Regions from separate parts of the Zea mays genome. Here region 2 is linked to region 1. A link is a contact called in public Hi-C data. All regions are on one chromosome and are shown on one strand. Each heading gives the region's core, a stretch centred on a gene start, on an enhancer-like site or on the middle of the called end of the contact. The rest is flanking DNA. Distances are from core to core; before and after follow the strand shown. Region 1 holds the start of LOC100273639 (putative membrane-associated kinase regulator 4). Region 2 holds the start of LOC100216810 (P-loop containing nucleoside triphosphate hydrolase superfamily protein).

Region 1 (3,724 bases), core at 436-2,935:
TTTGGTATCGTGTCGTGCCGGGCCGGCCCGCGGGCTGGCTAACGCGGCCTAAGCCCGGCACGGTTATTCTTACACGGGCCGTGCCGGGCCGGAGGCACGACGGGCCTGTCGTGCCGGGTCGGGCCCGGTCCCATAAAAAAACACTTCAAAATTCAGAATTTAATTGTAATATTCAAATTTATTTTAGATTTAGTTAATTATATTTATAATTTTAGATACATATTTAGACAAAAGAATTTTAGATACACATATAAACACATATTACAAGTCAGAATGCTCTCATATAATAACATATCATAAGTATTATAGCTAAAAATAGACTGGCCGTTATAAAATCAGTCCCTCAAACGGGCCGTTACCTTGCCTACCAATTAACCGTGTCGAGCCCGTGCCTGCACCGCGGGCCCGACGGCCAGCCCAAGCCCGGCACGGCTATTGAACCGGGCCGGCCCGGGCACGCCTCTAGTCGGGCCGTGCCGTGCTCGTGCCGGGTCACGACCGTGCCGGGTCACGGGCCCACTACCGGGCCGGCCCGTTTGGACATGTATACTGAGCACTGCCATTGCTGCATGTGTCGTGTGTGTGAGATGATGATGATGATGGCTTGGTTGGCTGGAGTGCTAGCTGCCATTGCAATTGCGGCATTTGCCATTGCTATGACAGGCTTTGGGAAAAGCTTATTACCATCCCATCCCATCCAGACGGTGGGTTAGTTAGTTAGTCACTATGCTAAGGGCTAGTTTGGCAACCTCATTTTTCTATGGGATTTTCAATTTCCAAATGGAAAATGAACTAATTTCCCATGGGAAATGAAAAACCTTTGGGAAATTGTGGTTCCCAAACCAGCCCTAAATAAATAATACTCTCTCCGAGAAAACTCCAGTACTAGTACTTACTTCGCCATGCTAGCCGTCTTTAACCGTTGGGTGTCTTTTTGACCGCCTGCCTTGGCTTTGCTGTGCTTTGCTTGCTGCAAGCTCCCTGGTCCCTGCTCCTCCTTTCCTTGGTAGCTTGGACACGCCACGGTTCAACAAAGCCGGGGGCATGGCATTGAATGAATCCAGTCCAACGCCAGCCAAGCCGTTCCGTGTTAATAATCAGCTATCACTGCCTGCGCTGCGACAAAGGCTTCATGTGAGCACGCATGACCTGCCAAAGCCAAAACGGAACAATTCTCACGGTTTTTACCGCCATCACCGGAAAGAGAGCTATCCTCCTGTTTGTCTGTGTGTATAAGAATTAAGAAGTTGACATAAAATTTCAGGAAAAACAAACAGTATGAGGATTGGCAGATAATTGCATAGATATAATAAGTAAGCTGCAATATTTTTTAGGACAATTAAAAGAATAACTTGTGATAAATACAACTCATAGTTTTTTTTCTATAGCTAAATGATAACAAGATTACATGTTTGAACAACAAGGAAGAAAAATATAGAAGAGGTGGCGTAATAAGGAGGCACCTGGTGCTGTGTGACACTACCATCCTTTGCCTCCTAACAGCAAAACACCTGCATCGATCACAGAAAAAATAAAGGTTGAAAAAAACAACAACAACTAATCACAACACCAACCAAACCAAACAAGCCAAGCGAAAGCGAGATGATTTGATTCATCGTCATCATCGCATCCACTGCTATTTCTATCATCACAGTACACAACAGTGGCTTGCAACAGAGACCCAACAAAACCAAACTGTAAGCGCACCGCCCAAAACCCTATAAACCATCTCCCATCTCTCTGGCTCGCTCGTCTAGCAGATGCACAGCAGCAGGCGTCCCCTGTCTTCGTCCTTCCGAAATCCCAATCCTCCCTCCGAGTCCCCCATCCCAAAACTCGGAGCTCCGAAGCTGGCACTGGCATCGCGGCAATGCCGAGGCCGCCCACAATGGTGATCCAGGACGACTACATCGACATGGACCTGACCCCGGCAGCCACACCGGAGCCCTCGCCAGCCTCGCCCCGCTTCGAGTTCCAGAGCGCCGGCGCCGGCGCCGCCGGCGACAGGCATAGGGAGGCGGCGTTCGCGTCCCCCGCGGACGAGCTGTTCTACAAGGGCAACCTGCTGCCGCTCCACCTGCCGCCGCGGCTGCAGCTCGTGCAGAGGCTCCTCCAGGACCAGGAGCAGCCGCCGCCGCTGCGAGGGGCGAAGCGGGATGCGGAGTCGGATGCCACGGCGGCGGCGGCGGCAGAGCGAGGAGACGCCGACGCTGCCGCTGCCGCCAGCAAGGTGTGCGCCGCCAAGAAGCCGTCTTGGGCCAAGAAGCTCAAGGTGGTTAAGCGGTGGGCGTCGAAGGAGTACATCCGGTCGCTCTTCCTGGCCAGGCCGCCGTTGCCGAGCGACATCGTCGCCGCCGCCGGTGGCGCCAGCGCCAGCGGCCACGGCATCGGCAGCGTCAGCGCGAGGGGGAGCGTCCTAGAGCAGGAGGAGGTGTGCCAGTGCCAGCACCGCAAGTCCTTCTCCGGCATCATCCGCCGGGTGCGCCTCGTGGCGACCAAGGCGCCTGGGACCTCGCCGCTGTGCTCCTCCTCGTCCTCGTCCTCCTCGTCGTCCACGCCGTCGTGCCGCAACGCAAACGGGTTCTTCTTCCGGACGCCGGCGTCGGCGGCGGGGGCGACGCCGGCGCTGAAGCGGAGCAGCAGCGCCGGGTCGTCCGAGGAGGGCGCCATCCAGGGCGCCATCGCGCACTGCAAGCGTTCCCAGCTGCTGCAGCCCGGGATGGTGGCCTCGGCGGCGGCGCGGAGGAGCGTCAGCGACGTCATGTTCTACTCGGTGACCAACACGCCCAGAGCCTCTTCCGTGACCGCCGGCGAGGTGGCGCAGGAGAGGAGGCAGGAGATGTGCAGGGGCTGATGATGGCCGATGACATGCCACCCATGGATCAAAAGCGACATTCTTTTGTTTCTTTTCTTTTTTGTTTATTTTGCTTGTGAAGATGATGAGCAATGTGATGTGGGTTGCTCTGGTGATGATCAGGACGCAATGTGCTGTGACTGTTTCCCCGGTTCCCTTGATTCTTTGCGATCTTCTCCGAGCCAAGGATTTTCTCACTTGAGCTGTTCATAATCATATTGGCATTCTTTATTTCTTCTCCCCAGCTGCATCTCATCCTCTGTTGCATTCTTCTCCATCTCAAAGACTCAACGGCTCTGCCGCTGCTATGCTAGTGCTCACTGACTCACTGTGTCCATTGTTGGGAGATGTAGGGACGTAGGGTAGCCGGGTAGGGCAGGGCCACAGCACGGCAAGGCACGTTGTTTGAGTAAACGGTGCAAGGGTGGCACTGGCTTGGTGGCAGATTTGGTTCCGCTCCCAAGTACGCAGCTTGACCATACTCCTCTGTCCTCTGTACAAATCAGGAGGCCACTTCTATTTGCCGTATAGTCAATGGTGATCCAGTGCTTGCACCTACCCTCTGTACTGGCTCCATAGATACAGTGTACGTAGAAGAACACTCCAGTACAGACAGGTCTCCAGCTTACTGTAGGTGCTTAAGCAAAAAGCAGAGCCCTCTGCATCTACCTCGCCGCTCCGTTGGCTTCGAAACAAAGCTAGTTAGGTTTGGAACAGCCGTCTCGTCTGCTCCATGGAAATGCTTGGCCTTTTGCCAACACGAAAGCTTTAAAGGAAGAACCCTTGGCGAAACAAGATTACGACGGCCCCATCGGATGGATCATTGCGTCTGCAAACGAACAGATCAGCAAAAGCAAAGCAGTGTTAGGC
Region 2 (3,724 bases), core at 565-3,064, 530 kb after region 1:
TCCTGATTATGTAACTAAACAGGTAAATCACCAGAAATCATAGAACAATATGTTAATGAGAAAGGCTAATGACTGGAACTTACACGAATAAAAACAGCTGTACTAGGTAAGCCCATGGCCCTAAATACAGACAGGCATTGAGATCCAAACTCATCAATTGGGCTATTCAAATCACCACTGTAGAATGAATTGGCTGGCAGTACGAACGCTAACAAATCAGCAACCTATGTAGGACAGGAACATTTGCAGGTTCCAAGTTAGTGCTAAGAAACTATAGAAGACAATAAACCACAACAAACTGAGTTTGGTTGGAAATGCATACCTTCGCCAGTTCCATGCATGTGGTAAGATCACCATATGGTGCTTGCAGTACCTTCACAAATATTATAAAATATGAAAATCCTATACGTGAAATTGACTGTCTAGATTGAATAATTGGAAACAAATATTCAACAAAATGTTATGAATAATGAAATGACTAGAACGTGCCATAGAGACATAGAGTACAATGTATAACCCAGCTTTAAACATGTACTGAGAAGGGTCAGTAGTAGACAAACATATAGTGATGAATACATATGCAACGAGGCATTATGACACCAAAAAATCTCAACAGCCAACACTAGCCTCATTTTGAACTAATGGTGGTAATGGTTGCACTCATAACATCAGAACAATATTCATTTTGAACTTACTGTGGTTCGAAGCTTATAAGTAGGAGAAGCAATGGTAGATAATTTCAGTTTCCGATCATCTCCTTCTGCAAATGCCAAAAGATCCTTGGCAAGTGATCCGACATTTGCTGATGAAGAAAGGCCAACGAGAACCTGCAATAAATAGTTGTAAATCGACTTAAGAAAATACCAATTGTATGATCACAACAAACAACGAGTAATCAGGTAGGATCCAGAAGCAAAAGCTAAGAATACTAACAATGACGCGCGGTGCGCTTGAAGGTCCAGTTGACGAGCGCTTCTCCTTCAGCAAAGCAGCACGTTTTTTATCACGGATCTGCACCCCACAGGAAGATGTTTCACACGGCAGGTTAAAAACTAGATGATCGGATGAGAAAACCGCACTATAAGTTGCATGGCACCCTCCCCAAAAGCTGCAACCTCCCAATAACTGTAGAGTAAGCTCAAAGCAAGCTAAAAACACCCCGCCCAATCTAAGAGCAGACCAATCCTATCCTATGCAACATGCAGTTTATGTTGCAGCACACCTCAGACTAATCATCTTACGAACTAAAAACAATCGCACGAACCACAGAATTGGCGACCTCCAATAACCTCTGCTACATACAGAACCAAAAAAAAATTGACAAAAAGGTGTGCACGGTGCGCATTGGAGACTGACCGCCTTGCTCTGCTGGATGCGGGCGGCGCGGGCCCCCTTTACAGCGGCGCGGTGGCTGGTTTCTGACTTCCCGCTCCTGACCTTGTCTGGAAGGAGACGCAGACAGTGAGATGAGACATGAGCCGCGGAAGGTGGAGAGGAAACGGCGACGAGAGAGGCTGTACACACCGATCTTGTGCGTGTGGCGGGAAGCCTTGGACGCGAAGCGGCTCTTGTGGGCCTTGTTCACCTGCGCGCGGCCCCCGCCCATGTCGGCGGCGGCGGCGGGAGGACCGGCTGCTTTGCTGCGCGGGTCGTTGGAGGGACGATGATAGAGCTGGAGGCGTCAGGTGGTCAGTCGGCGGCCCGAGGAACCCTTATTTGTCGCTCGCTTCTCGATCGGTCCGGGGCGGAGCTCCTTCCTGCTTTGGACGGGCGGCGGAGACACGTGAAGGTTGGAGTGCACAAAATCGGAAAGCGCCGGCGGCGGGAGGACGAGGAGGTGGGTTAGGGCTTCTTTCTCCCAGGAGATCACAATATTATTTTATAAAGCACGCGGCCGTCAGATCACAATCCGACGTCCCGAAATCGGTTAGGAGAGGAGTTCGGCTCCAGGCTAGGCTAGAAGTTCGCGTCTAGTGCGCAGCCGGCAAAGCTTTTTTTTCTCCTAGTAATGCATTTTTCAAAAATATTTCTCCTAGTACCTAAAAATTAGGAGTTCCCTAAAACTTTAAATCCTAAATAAAATGGTATCACTCCAACAGCTTCCAATATTTTTCTAAAAATATTTTGGATGGGCGAATTATGGCCCTGCTTGTTTGGGCTTTGTTCAGCTTCTGGCCACAAAAAATTGTTGCGGACTGCTAAACGTCCTAGCTTTTCAGTCCGTTTCTATAAAAATCGTTTTGGTAAAAAACCGTCTAAAATCAACATGAACATAAAATTGTTTGGGCCTAAAGTTTAGTTAGGGGACTAAAGTTTAGTCCCTAACATGTTTAGTTGTAGGGGCTAAAAATAGTAAGAATATATTAAATGACTCATAAGAAGACTAAAGTTGCCTTTAACATTCTCCTGCTATTAGTACAATTGAACTAAATAAGGGGTAAATGTGGAATTAATATGGTTTAGTCCCTTTTAGCACATATGTGAAGGACTAAAGACTAAATCATTTTAGTCTATATTTTAGTCCTAGTGTTTGGCAAAAAAGGGACTAAATGAGACTAAAAACTAGAGACTAATCTTTAGTCCCTCTAACCAAACACCCCCTAACACATGTGCGTTGTGACGGTACATAATCATATTTCATGATATTGGTTGGAAACGACGAGGCTATACCCGTAATACAATCAATGGTTGAGCGAAGTAAACCAGTCATATAAATCCTTCCAAAAAATACCAATAATAGATAAATTTAATATCAAAGTGAGAATATTGTCTATACACCAGATATTAAATTGATACGAATAAATACTACACTTTATTTTAGCCATAAGACCGAGAAAGATATGAGTTGAAAAAGAACTCAATCCCTGTTTTTATAGAGCACTCTGTAGCTCGTCCTCGTTCAGCTAACGGGGTGTTACTATATGTTTACGGTTTCCTGTTTTATTGGGCTTGGTGGCTCCTCACGGTCTATACATGATGTAACAATCTTGACGACTTATAACTCAAGACACTGACTCCATATAAACACACGGTATGATTGCCGATTTTAAAGACCCACAACATCTTCCACTGAACCTATGCCATTTTATTTTCTGTGAGCCACACGCATTAAACACACAATTCATGGACATATAGAACCATATAGATGTCTCTGGCTATTGCACAATAATCTTGTCGGCGTTTCGAGACCGGGGGTCCCTTGGGCCGACGAGTGAGTGTCGCCGCGTGCCCCAGCCCAGAATATTCTCTAAGAGCTCTACTTGCCCATTTGACATGGGATGAGCCACGGCGGCCCAGTCCACCCGGATGTGGTGATCCTCGCAGAAGTCCAAGAACTTTCTGCCGGTGAACTGGGTGCCGTTGTCGGTGATGATGGAGTTCGGGACCCCGAAGCGATGGATGATGTTGGTGAAGAACGCCACCGCCTGCTCGGACCTGATGCTGTTCAGAGGTCGGACCTCGATCCACTTGGAGAATTTGTCGATGGCGACCAGCAGGTGCGTGTAGCCCCCGGGCGCCTTCTGCAAAGGGCCGACGAGGTCGAGACCCCACACAGCAAAGGGCCAGGTGATGGGTATCGTCTGCAGAGCCTGAGCGGGCAGGTGGGTCTGCTTCGCATAGAATTGACACCCTTCGCAGGTGCGGACAATTCTAGTGGCGTCAGCCACCGCCGTTGGCCAGTAGAAGCCTTGTCGGAAAGCATTCCCGACAAGGGCTCGAGGCG

What was found. Hi-C and Micro-C count contacts between places; a contact is called where the count stands out from the background.
Region 2: a contact with region 1 is called in a Hi-C map of tassel, with 3 times the contacts expected there. The contact joins the promoter of LOC100216810 here to the promoter of LOC100273639 in region 1. A contact is called at or near these places in 2 of 25 Hi-C or Micro-C datasets (ear and tassel).

What each region holds. Positions count from the first base shown.
Region 1 is chr6:40,318,561-40,322,284 of Zm-B73-REFERENCE-NAM-5.0, forward strand. LOC100273639 (putative membrane-associated kinase regulator 4) reads left to right here and starts at 1,686. Exons shown (of 1, transcript NM_001148055.1): 1 at 1,686-3,033. The coding sequence starts at 1,871. The coding sequence ends at 2,854.
Region 2 is chr6:40,848,891-40,852,614 of Zm-B73-REFERENCE-NAM-5.0, forward strand. LOC100216810 (P-loop containing nucleoside triphosphate hydrolase superfamily protein) reads right to left here and starts at 1,815. Exons shown (of 21, transcript NM_001359502.1): 1 at 1,525-1,815; 2 at 1,357-1,442; 3 at 934-1,011; 4 at 696-827; 5 at 323-373; 6 at 84-224; 7 at 1-2. The coding sequence starts at 1,606.